Linked DNA regions of Mus musculus: region 1 is linked to region 2. The links are chromatin contacts, called in public HiChIP or PLAC-seq maps. All regions are on one chromosome and are shown on one strand. The core of a region is the stretch at or near the end of the contact, and the rest is flanking DNA. Distances in the headings are between cores, read along the strand shown.

Region 1 (5,007 bases), core at 2,455-4,954, 280 kb before region 2:
CCCTCTCCCCTCTTCTCCTCTCCCCTCTCTTCTCCTCTCCCCTCTCTTCTCTTCTCCCCTCCCCTCCCCTGTCCCCCCTCTCCTCTCCTCTCCTCTCCCCTCCCCTCCTCTCCTCTCCTCTCCTCTCCTCTCCTCTCCTCTCCTCTCCTCTCCCCTCCCCTCCCCTCCCCTCCCCTCCCCTCCCCTCCTCTCCTCTCCCCTCCCCTCCTCTCCCCTCCCCTCCCCTCCCCTCCCCTCTCCTCTCCTCTCCTCTCCTCTGCTCTCCTCTCCTTCCCTGTCCCCTCCCCTCCCCTGTCCCCTCCCCTGTCCCCTCCCCTGTCCCCTCCTTTCCTCCCCTCCCCTCCCCTCCCTTCTTCTCTCCCACCTTTCCTTTTCTCTCCTCCCCTCCCCTCTCTTCTGTTCTCTTTCCCTCTTTTCCCTTCTCCTCCCCTCCCCTTCCTTCCCTTCCCTTCCTTTGCTTCTCCCCCTTTCTTTCCTCCCTTGCTTTTCTTCATGGCTTTGATCTCTTGATGCAATCCAGCCAAATCCATTTAAAGAAAGCCACGGCTCCCTGCCATCCCCACCAGACAGAGCAGGACAAGTGATCACTACTGACTTCCGACCATTTCTGTGCTGCTAGAATTCTGCCAGTTCTTTCCTTTCTTTGCTAACACCTTGGCTCTGGGCAAAGCATTTGTTTGTACAGGTTTGACTCAAAGCTTGATCTTCCTGCTTCTGTGTGTTTGCAGGGAGGACAGTTGGGTAATAAACATAGTCACTGCTAGCTAAGGACTGAATGCCGAACCTCCCTCTAGCTGATCCTAGTGGCATGGTACTTGGAGGGAGGACTTGGACATTGACCAGGTGACATGAGGGAGGTGACAAGAGACAAGCCCTCACCAGTGGGCTCAGAGCCATGTAGAAGAAAACTCAGGAATCTCTCTGTGAGGACAGAGATGATGGCCACCAGTGAACTGGAGGCAGCCCCTCCACAGAGAGGAATGTACCAGCACCCTGATCTTAGACTTCCAACCCTCCTCAACTCTGGGGAAGACATTTCTTCTGCTTACAACCATCTGTTTCTTGCTATCTCATTAGAGAAGCCCAAAATGACTTGGGCAGTTACACACCTTAAGCGTCATTCAAACATATCAGTAAACACAGAATCACACCAAGAAGAACAATTGGCTGAGAAAAGCTTAAAGCTCATAAAACCAGAAGACTAAAAACTAAGGAAATGCTTGAAACTGGTTTCACTGGGAAGTATTAGTTTCTTTTTCTCCAGGACATTTTTTTTTATTTGCTCTTTGAAAATCTCATACGTGTATAAATGTGTCTTGATCAAACCTACACCCCACATCCTGCTTCTACACTCCCAGAAGCCTCTTATCACATCTCTGTCCTGACTTTATGTCCTCCTTTATTTGATTATTTGGCTATTGACTTCAGTTGGTGAGAAGACTTGCAGATGGATATGGGGCCATCCACAGGGGCAACTTACCAGAGGCCATACTTTCAATAAAAAGTGACTCTCCTAGCCATCAGTCATTAACAGCTCCTCAGACGGGGCCTCCGAGCCCCCTCTCTCCCTGTGCTATACTCATTTGATGGTCTTTATTTTTTTGAAATTTTTATTAGATATTTTCTTTATTTACATTTCAAATGTTATCCCTTTTACTGGTTTCCCCTCTGAAAAACACCCATTCCTCCTCCCCCTGCTCACCAACCCTCCCACCCCCACCTCCCCGCCCTGGGGCATCTATCAAGCCTTCACAGGACCAAGGGCCTCTCCTCCCATTGATGCTGGACAAGGCCATCCTCTGCTATATATGTGGCTGGAGTCATGGGTCCCTCCACGTGTACCCTGGTTGGTGGTTCAGTCCCAGGGAGCTCTGGGGGTACTGGTTGGTTCATATTGTTGTTCTTCCTATGGGGCTGCAAACCCTTCAGCCCCTTCAGTTCTTTCTCTCTATATTCTGTGCATGTAACCACAGATGCTTGGGCTCATGTGTATACCAGCCATGGTGTGTTCAGAGAACAGACTTTCACAGCTCCCCTCTGCAATCCTCTCACATTTACTTTCTTTATATCCTTTCCTCTGGGATGGTCCCTGAACCTGTAGAGTGATGCTGCTCTCAGGCTGAGTGCCCACAGTCTTTTATTCTCAGCACTTCTAACAGCAACAATTATTTGCATTAGCAACTACTCACTGCCATTAAAAGTTTCTCTGACCAAGGATGGGAGCAGCACAAACCCATAGACCATGTTCACAGTTTCAGGCATGAACTCCCTCCTGTTGAGCAGGTCTCTAATCTGATCAAGAGAGTGATTGTTTACTCCCATAAACAGTTCCACCACTATTGTGTCAGCAGCAGGCCTAGCTCAGCAGCAGGTAAGGGTTGTAGCGTGCAGCGTCCAGTGCTGGATGCAAACATTGATGTCTCTTTCCCACCAGGTAGTGATTTCCAGCACTCTGAAAGCTGGCTAGCAGGGAGAGAGCTTACGCTGGGTTCCAGAGGATTTCTCTGTTTTTCTGTAGTCAAAGTGTTGGTTGTCTTTTCAGCAAGAGGGCCTTATCATCCAGTTACGGTGGTAAATCGGGAGCAGTGGCAGTCGTTTGTCTGGGGTGCCTCGGGATCCTCCGGGTGCGGTTGATTGAATGAGAAATGGCCTCCATAGGCACATGTATCGCACACTTGGTTCTCAGTGCAAACCACCAAGCAGGACAAGACTGACCTGAATTTGTAATCTCAGCCCTGGGGGGATGACGGGACAGGCAGATTCCTGGGGCTCACTAAACAGCAAGCCTGGCCTACTTGTGTAGTTCTAGGTCAGTGAAAGACCTGTTTCAAATAACAACAGATAGATAGATAGATAGATAGATAGATAGATAGATAGATAAATAAATAAATAGAAGTTAATAGCAAGCAAAGACATGCACACTGGAGGTTGTCCTCTGGCTCCCACACGCACTCGAACACACACATGCACATGCAAACACACATCCGATCCCAGCCACAGATCATGCCCTTCCCTTTTTCCCTTCTCTTTCCTTCATTATCCTTCATTCCTAACAAGAACATCTCATGATGTGACGAACCCCTTGATATTCACATGTGCATGAAAAGGTGTGAAACCTAGGACACACGGTCTGTACCCAAAGACATGATTTAGAAAATCTGAAAATCTTTAAACACAATCAATTAACTACAAGATTATTTCCATCACAGTATCTGAGCAACAGGGCAGAGCAGACGTCTCTCTTAAAGAGGGGCTTTTATAATCTGAAGCTCACGTGAAACCTGGTACCTTAGGACACATTTGGCTTCTGGAAAGAAGGGAGCTGTTTGGGAAGGACAGCATTCTAAAACTATCTGGCGCTGTGGAAAACAAGTGAGTCTTCTTTCCCTTGGAGGGCCATGGGGAAAATGTGTCTCCAATCATCCCTGTGGGGCCAGCATTTCAAAGACAACATAGGAACCCTCTGTCCTCATCCTGGGAGTTCACTGAGCCCAATAACCATTGTGTCCCTAAAAGTAGCTGATCTCATGCCCCATGTGCCCAAGTTCCTCATTCCTCAAATAGTAGATGTTTCCAGAAGCTCTGGGGGAGGGTGTGTGTGTGTGTGTGTGTGTGTGTGTGTGTGTGTGTGTGTGTGTGTGCTGACTCACCTCGCTGCCTGTACACCCGTGGGAGAAGCCCTGAGACCTAGGCAGCCAGTGAGAAGCTGGACAGCCTCTCTTGTTATCAGGCAGATCCAAGAATGCGGATGCAGCATTGAGCATGGCTCTTAAGCCTCTTGTGGTCTACATGAATAGCATTCTTGCAATCGCTTCAGGGATGAAGAAGCCAAAAGTCTTCAGCAATTAAAAACCCCGGCTCATGTGTTTGAAGTAGATGTTGGAAACATTTGACTTTTAGGGTTCAACCTTTTCAAGTCGAGTACTTTTATTCTAAAGCTGATGTTGCCAAATAAAGTGCTATCGGTAACTCGGATTTTATTAGGCTAGGGAGAAATGAGCTGGCCGTAGTCTGATCTCCAGATACAGCACGTGTACAGAACCAGAAGCTGAAAGTCGCTTCTGTTTGTGTAATATGGACTAAATGCAATCCCTGTTTCACAGAGTTGAAAACCTCTTCATTTTTACTTGTTGTTTTCTTTATCTCTAAATTGAATATGATAGAACCACACACACAGCCCTGTCTCATCTTAGTTTTCCTTTGGAATTCAGCAACGTATCCAAGGAAAAGGGTTGAGATGGTCTCTTAGCTTTGTTTCTCTGACAAGCTGTGTCTTTTGTGTTTAATTCTGATTGGTTTTACATGTACGCCCACATCTTCCCCCATCTCAACAGAGAACACTCTCCTCAGTCACTCTTGTTGCATTCTCAGCAGTGTCTCCTGCCCTCTCATGCTGTCCCCCCCTGCTCTCTCTTGGTCTAATCTACTCTCTGTATCTTTCATAGTTCACTTGCAGTTCTGTTGCAGCTCCCACATTCCCATCAGCCTGAGGCAACACTGTATAGCCTTCCTCCTCCGTTAGCCTTGGGTCTTCCCAGCATCTGTTCTTGTCATTGCATTGGGCTAGTCACAGTGGATTGCTATAGCTGATTTACATGCTTAGCTAAGGCATATTTATGACATCATGCTATACACATGTTTTAATAGTGTACATGATAGGAAAATAGCACACACATATAAGTGTTTATTAAGTTCCTACTGATTCAATCACTCATATACATGAAACAAACCAATCAAAAACTTTTGTATACCATTTTATCTTAAATTTAATATTACAGTTATTTATTTATTCAGCAGAAGAGACATGGGCCATGGCATATGTGTAGAGTTGGAGGACAACACCTGGAGACAGCTCTTTCTTACCATGTAGGTCCCAGGGATAGAACTCATCAATCTCAGCAGGAAGCACTTTTGTCCACTGAGCTGTCTTGCTACCCCTCTGGTTTCTTCTTAGTGCCCACTTCTTTGTAGAACTCTTGGAAAAACTACCAGTCCTCTAACAAGACA
Region 2 (5,529 bases), core at 2,971-5,470:
TGCCCACAAGTTTGAGGGGATCTGTTGCCCTCTTTTAGCTTCCACAGGCACTGGACTCACATACACAAACCGATAGAGTTGGGATTCCCCAGTCTGCAGGTAAATTCTGGGTTGGTGTGGCAGCCTGCCTATAGTTCCAGCTTCGGAAAGCAGGAGCGAGCTGGCTAGGAAGATCGGCTGTATCATCCAGCTCTCCATTTGATTGGGAAACTCCAGGTCACAGAACAAGATAGAATAACAAACAATCAAATATTATTGATATCAATCTGAAGCCTCCATACAGCACATGTCCACATATCCCCCCAAACAAGCAAACATTCACACACACACACACACACACACACACACACACACTCACACTTCATAAAAATCAGTAACAAATTCAATAAATTGAAATATTTTACTTGTAAAAGAATTAATTACTTAAAAATTCCTGTGAAACTGATTCAAGATGCAAATTGAAACTAGTGAAACCCCATATATATGAAAGAGATGAAGTTGGGTGTTAAAATGTTCCCCAAAATTAATACCATACTGGGCGTCTCAAGCCCTTTTTCCTAGAATATCCTACTCTACTGTAGCTCCTCTCAATGCAGGAAAACATAAGTTACCTCCTAACCTGCCATTTGAGACCAGCACCTCTTCTCTCCCCAAACCATACACATGGCAGAGAACACACCTATGGTTCATTCTTATAAATGAGTCAAGTCTTTAAAAAGTTAGTGAACCAAACTGAATGAAACAGTACTAAAAACATAATCCCCCATAATAAAGTTCCACTTTAACATAAGTTCATGAGTCCATTTATATTTTTAAAATTAGTGAATACTGCACATCAAACAAGCAGAGTAATTTAATATTCTATATGGATAGAGTGATGTGTAGAGCATAACTGTATTTATAAGAGGATTGCTGTGGAAATGCAGTCAAAGGTTTTCCTAGTCTTATGAGGTGTGTCTGGAGTCAGGACATCATGCAGCATAGGAAAGCACTAGAGAGATTCTCTTTAGAAGGAGGCAAACAAGCTGTGTATTGTTTGCCTTTTTATTCAAGGTTTTCCTAAAGAACACTATCATTAGGTAACTCAAAAAATGCAAATAGACACAAAAGAATTAGAAAAATCCAAAATTATAATGTCTTTAAATGACATTATCTGTTTTCAAGTATCAAAGAATTTAAAGATAAATGATTAGAAAATATGGAATTCAGAAAGACAGCAATAAGCAAGACCAGTATGCCAAAATGCACTGTATTTCTACAGAGCATTAATAGTGTGGGTGTGTAATTTGTACTTTTACATACCATTAACAGTGTGGATGTATAATTTTAAGAAGTGATACTTATTTTCCTGTCAGCCTAGAATATCAAATAAGACCAGAAGGTAGACACAATGAGATAGACTCAAGAATGGAACATGGACAACCAATTTAAAATCTACTAAAAATTACAGGGGATGGGGAGATGGCCCAGTGGGTGAATTGCCCACTACACAAACATGAAGGTCCTCAGCACATACATGACACCGGAAGGATATCATGTACATCTGTAACTCTAGTCCTAGGACGCAGGGTCAGTTAGAGCTTGAGGGCTCAATGGCCAGCCATGCTCGCCAAATGACATGGAGTACCATGTGCACAAACGACAGGAGCTGCTCTTGACTCAGTTAGCAACCTTGCCTGAAAAAAAATAAATAAATAAGGGGGAGGGCAATAGAGGAAGACACCCAAGGTCAACTACGGGCCTCTGTAAATACATTCGCAGGCAAGCTGACCTCCACATACAAGTACATATACAGCAAAAAACACCCCCCACAGAGAGAGAGAGAGACAGAGAGAGACAGAGAGAGAGACAGAGACAGAGACAGAGACAGAGACAGAGACAGAGACAGAGACAGAGAGAGGCTAACTGGTCCTGAGCATCCATCTCTGCTTCCTGGTCCCCTCGCCATACAGAGCTGATCCATCTTCCCCATGTTCCCACCTGCATGAATCCCATCAAGTCCTTTTCTGGCTTACACTGTTTCATTCTGGGATTCGGTCACAGCGGTGCAATAGCTATGTAACACAGCATGACAAAGTCAGTGTTCAGAGTTTTCTGCTGATCTCAGTTCAGAGAGTATCCTGTTTAGCTTCTGAATTTGTTCAGTTCTTCCTGTACAATCCCCATGTCTTTGTATTGTCAGTTTTCCCTGTTAGTGGTCTGGCTACAGCTGTCTGTCATGGAGCTTTCTTAAGCCAATTTTTAAAAGTTGTTTCTTGCTGACACTTCTTTAGGCAGTCTGCTATTGGATGTGTTTTCCTGTTAATTGTGTCCTGTGAGCTTCATATCCTCTCAAAATCTGAAAGAAATGTGACAGCCATGCTTTCTCCAGCCTTCTCAGCTCTGACTCAACCAGGAGAGCCCTTCTGTGGGTAGACATCACATTCTTGCACAGCATACTCCAAGAACAGGGTGTTCCTCTATCCATTCCCCACCCCAAAGAAGCCATGAGTTTAGAGAAGTTCTCACTAGATGCATGTTGAGCTGTGATGCTCAAATGCACACACAAATAAACTGGAAACTGGGCTGAAAATTTCTGACATAAGGACACAACATTCCCCTTGTTTCCTTGCTCCCACTTGAGGCTACTCAATTCTTGTCCTGTACATGAACTATCCAAAGAAGTCAGTAATTCTACTCTCTGTGATGCATTCTAAAACATTAAGCTTAATTTATCTCAGGATAGATTCCAAGCACTGGTAGTTGGCTAAAATACCCTAGAAGCTTCTAATGGACAGCCATAGGTGATACTGTTGTATACATGGAATCTTCACTTCTCCTGAGAATCTATATGGTGTAGAGTGTTGTTCTTTTCTTGCTGCTCTACCTCTGTGTTGCACTGTGAATCAAACTACTCTTCATCGATCCCTTGCAACCCAAACTCACCAATCCTCAACAGCCCCGCTCCCATGAGGACAAAGCCACAGGCCATTTCTCAACTTTGGTATCCAAAGCTTAATTTATAAAATACAAATAATATACACACTTACCAAAAATTAGAATTTATACTTCTCAAGGGGTATTCGTGTGTAAAAACATAAGTCATACACTAGGAGAAACTATTTGCAAATAAAATATATGAACAAGAATTTCTTACCCCAAGTAGGTAACAATCTTCTGCTACCTTTCACAAAGAAAATAGACACAAAGAAAATAGACACAGGACAAGTAGAATTTGAAAGCTTTTCCAGATAAGCATCCATTAAGAAAGTTTACGTGGGGCTGTAGAGATGGTGCAGCAGTTGCTGTAGAGGACTTGAGTTTGGTCTCAGCACCCACCCACACAATGACTCACAAATGCCTGTAACTCTAGCTACAGGGTTTCCAACACCCCCTTCTGCCCTCTGAGGGCACCATGGCATTTAGTATACACATGTGGAAGGAAGTGCACAGGCAGACAGACAGACAGACATATAAGTTATTAAATTAAATATTAAATTCAGGAAAATAAAATGGGAAGCAAGCTTCTTCCAGACATGATCCACGTTGTAATGGCTCACCTCCTTCTTGGGTTTGAGGACAGGGATGATACAGGAGGAGCTAGAGAAGCACGGCCATGGCTTTAACCCACATTAAATAACTTCCTCAGATAAGAAGAGAGTTCCTAGCTTCCATTATCACCTTGTTATAGTAGTTACATAAAAGACTTAGAGAAAATAATTATATCCTACAAATTATTATATATTCCTGGGGTGTATGTTTGCATCAATTTTATCATTGCATTCCTTTCCATAGGAACTCACGAGGGGGGGGAACAACTAAAAGTGCAGTCATGGCTCCTCCCTCCACATATGTTTCTGATTTTAAGTTGGGTTCTGCCTGGATGAATGATGGAGCATGACTCTGCAGCCCTGACTTTTTTTTTTTTTTAAGGAGCCTGATTATTTTATGACACAAACAAGCTTTACAAAACTAAGCTAATCTACACCCTATTGAGCAGCAATATCCTTCCACTCATAAACGCAAAGTTTAAATGATCTGTGCAAAGAGCACACAACTGACAGCTGGGTCTCAGGTTCCTTTGTTTACTCTTAAAGCAGAGCTCGCCCTTCGGTGCGATGCGCCAGGCCTGCGTGTGCATCTTAAGAAGCTTCCCCCTGCGCATCATTCCCTTGCAGCAGCCTCCTTTGTTCATTTTCGCAATCTCCATCCAAGTTGCAAATCAGTGGAGCTGTCATCGTTTCTCAGAACGTGTTGTTTTCAGCATGACCTGCTGATTTTCCCAAGTGCTCACTGTTATTGCGGAGTCATGGTAGCAAGGCCCGTCAACTCCTTTTGCTTGCTTTTTGGCCACTGACTCCCCAGATTTTCCTTTGACCTCCACCCGAGTATACAGCCTTACATCATTCTTTTTCCAGATCTCTCTCTCTCTCTCTCTCTCTCTCTCTCTCTCTCTCTCTCTCTCTCTCTCTTTCTTTCTTTCTCTCTCTCTCGGCTCAAATCCAAGGAATTTTGCATTTCTTGACTTCTCCCAAGAATAAGAACAGCTACTGGAAAAGAGCCGAATCTGCAGAGTGAAGTCTTGGTAGCAGAACTCCCTCACACTCAGAGCAACCTAATGATCAGCTTCCTGGAAAAAAAAATGGCCCCTCTAGTTTTCAGTCATCCCATACAGTGCTATTGAGAAAATCAAATGAGATCAAAGCAGTGGCATTATTTGTGTGATGAAAAGACGTAGGAGAGAAAGCTCCATTATAGTTTTATCCTTTATTTGACTTAGCTCCATTACTCCACTAAACAGTAAAGTGAATAGAATATGTGTTGGACAGATGCATGGATGCATGGATGGATGTATGGGTGGATGCATGGATGGATGCATGGGTGGATGCATGGATGGATGCATGAATGAATGATTAGAAAGGTGTGATACCTACTTTATCTACCCCCTGATTTCTCTTAGTTACCATGTCTAGGAACTATGAACCTTGACTTTGACCTGGGCGTACATTGGAATGAGCAATGAGTATCTTTAAGACCATGGTACAGAAACCACACTTCTCAGAGCCATACAATAGAACCTCTGGAGGTAGAAGCCAAGATGCAGCATTTGCAATACGGTGTTTGGCCAAAGGTGAAAAGTGCATTGCTTGCAACATTAGCTGTGTTGTCGCTGTCTGACACGTTGACAATGCTGTCTGGGAGGGAAGACGGTTGTTCTGGCTAGTCATTGGAGGGACACAGTCATTCATGACAGCAGAGGCACAAAGGCCCTGTGGTAGTGACAGTAAGGTTCTCACATTGTCTCTGCAATCACGAAGCAGGGAGAAAGATCAGCTCAACAGTAAGGAGGGATGTCACACAGAAGATCCACACTTCAGAGGCCTACTTCTTCCAGCAAGCCCCCATTTTCTAAAGGTTCTACAGCTGCCCCCAAACAGGCCACCCACTACAGAGCAAGTGTTCCAACCATGATCCGGGGCGGGGCACATTTCCTGTTCAAACCACCATAGGTCCCAAGCTCTAGCAGGGCCTTGACCTCAGCACTCAGCA

What was found. HiChIP or PLAC-seq counts read pairs in DNA pulled down with a chosen protein or histone mark.
Region 1: a CTCF HiChIP or PLAC-seq map of the NIH/3T3 cell line shows a contact between it and region 2, with 5 read pairs. The contact joins two enhancer-like sites. A contact is called at or near these places in 1 of 15 datasets of contacts at CTCF or cohesin (the NIH/3T3 cell line), 2 of 484 Hi-C or Micro-C datasets (embryonic fibroblasts and embryonic stem cells) and 1 of 9 other capture datasets (embryonic stem cells).

What each region holds. Positions count from the first base shown.
Region 1 is chr1:186,443,583-186,448,589 of GRCm38.p6, reverse strand. No RefSeq gene overlaps it. Among named protein-coding and RNA genes, the nearest start is that of Gm35341, 38 kb to the right of the region's middle. Within about 2 kb of position 3,704, at least 53 of the 459 cell types and tissues checked have an H3K27ac peak or open chromatin away from gene starts, as enhancers often do. A contact at or near this core is called in the NIH/3T3 cell line, where this site is marked.
Region 2 is chr1:186,162,117-186,167,645 of GRCm38.p6, reverse strand. No RefSeq gene overlaps it. Among named protein-coding and RNA genes, the nearest start is that of Gm35201, 27 kb to the right of the region's middle. Within about 2 kb of position 4,220, at least 25 of the 459 cell types and tissues checked have an H3K27ac peak or open chromatin away from gene starts, as enhancers often do. A contact at or near this core is called in the NIH/3T3 cell line, where this site is marked.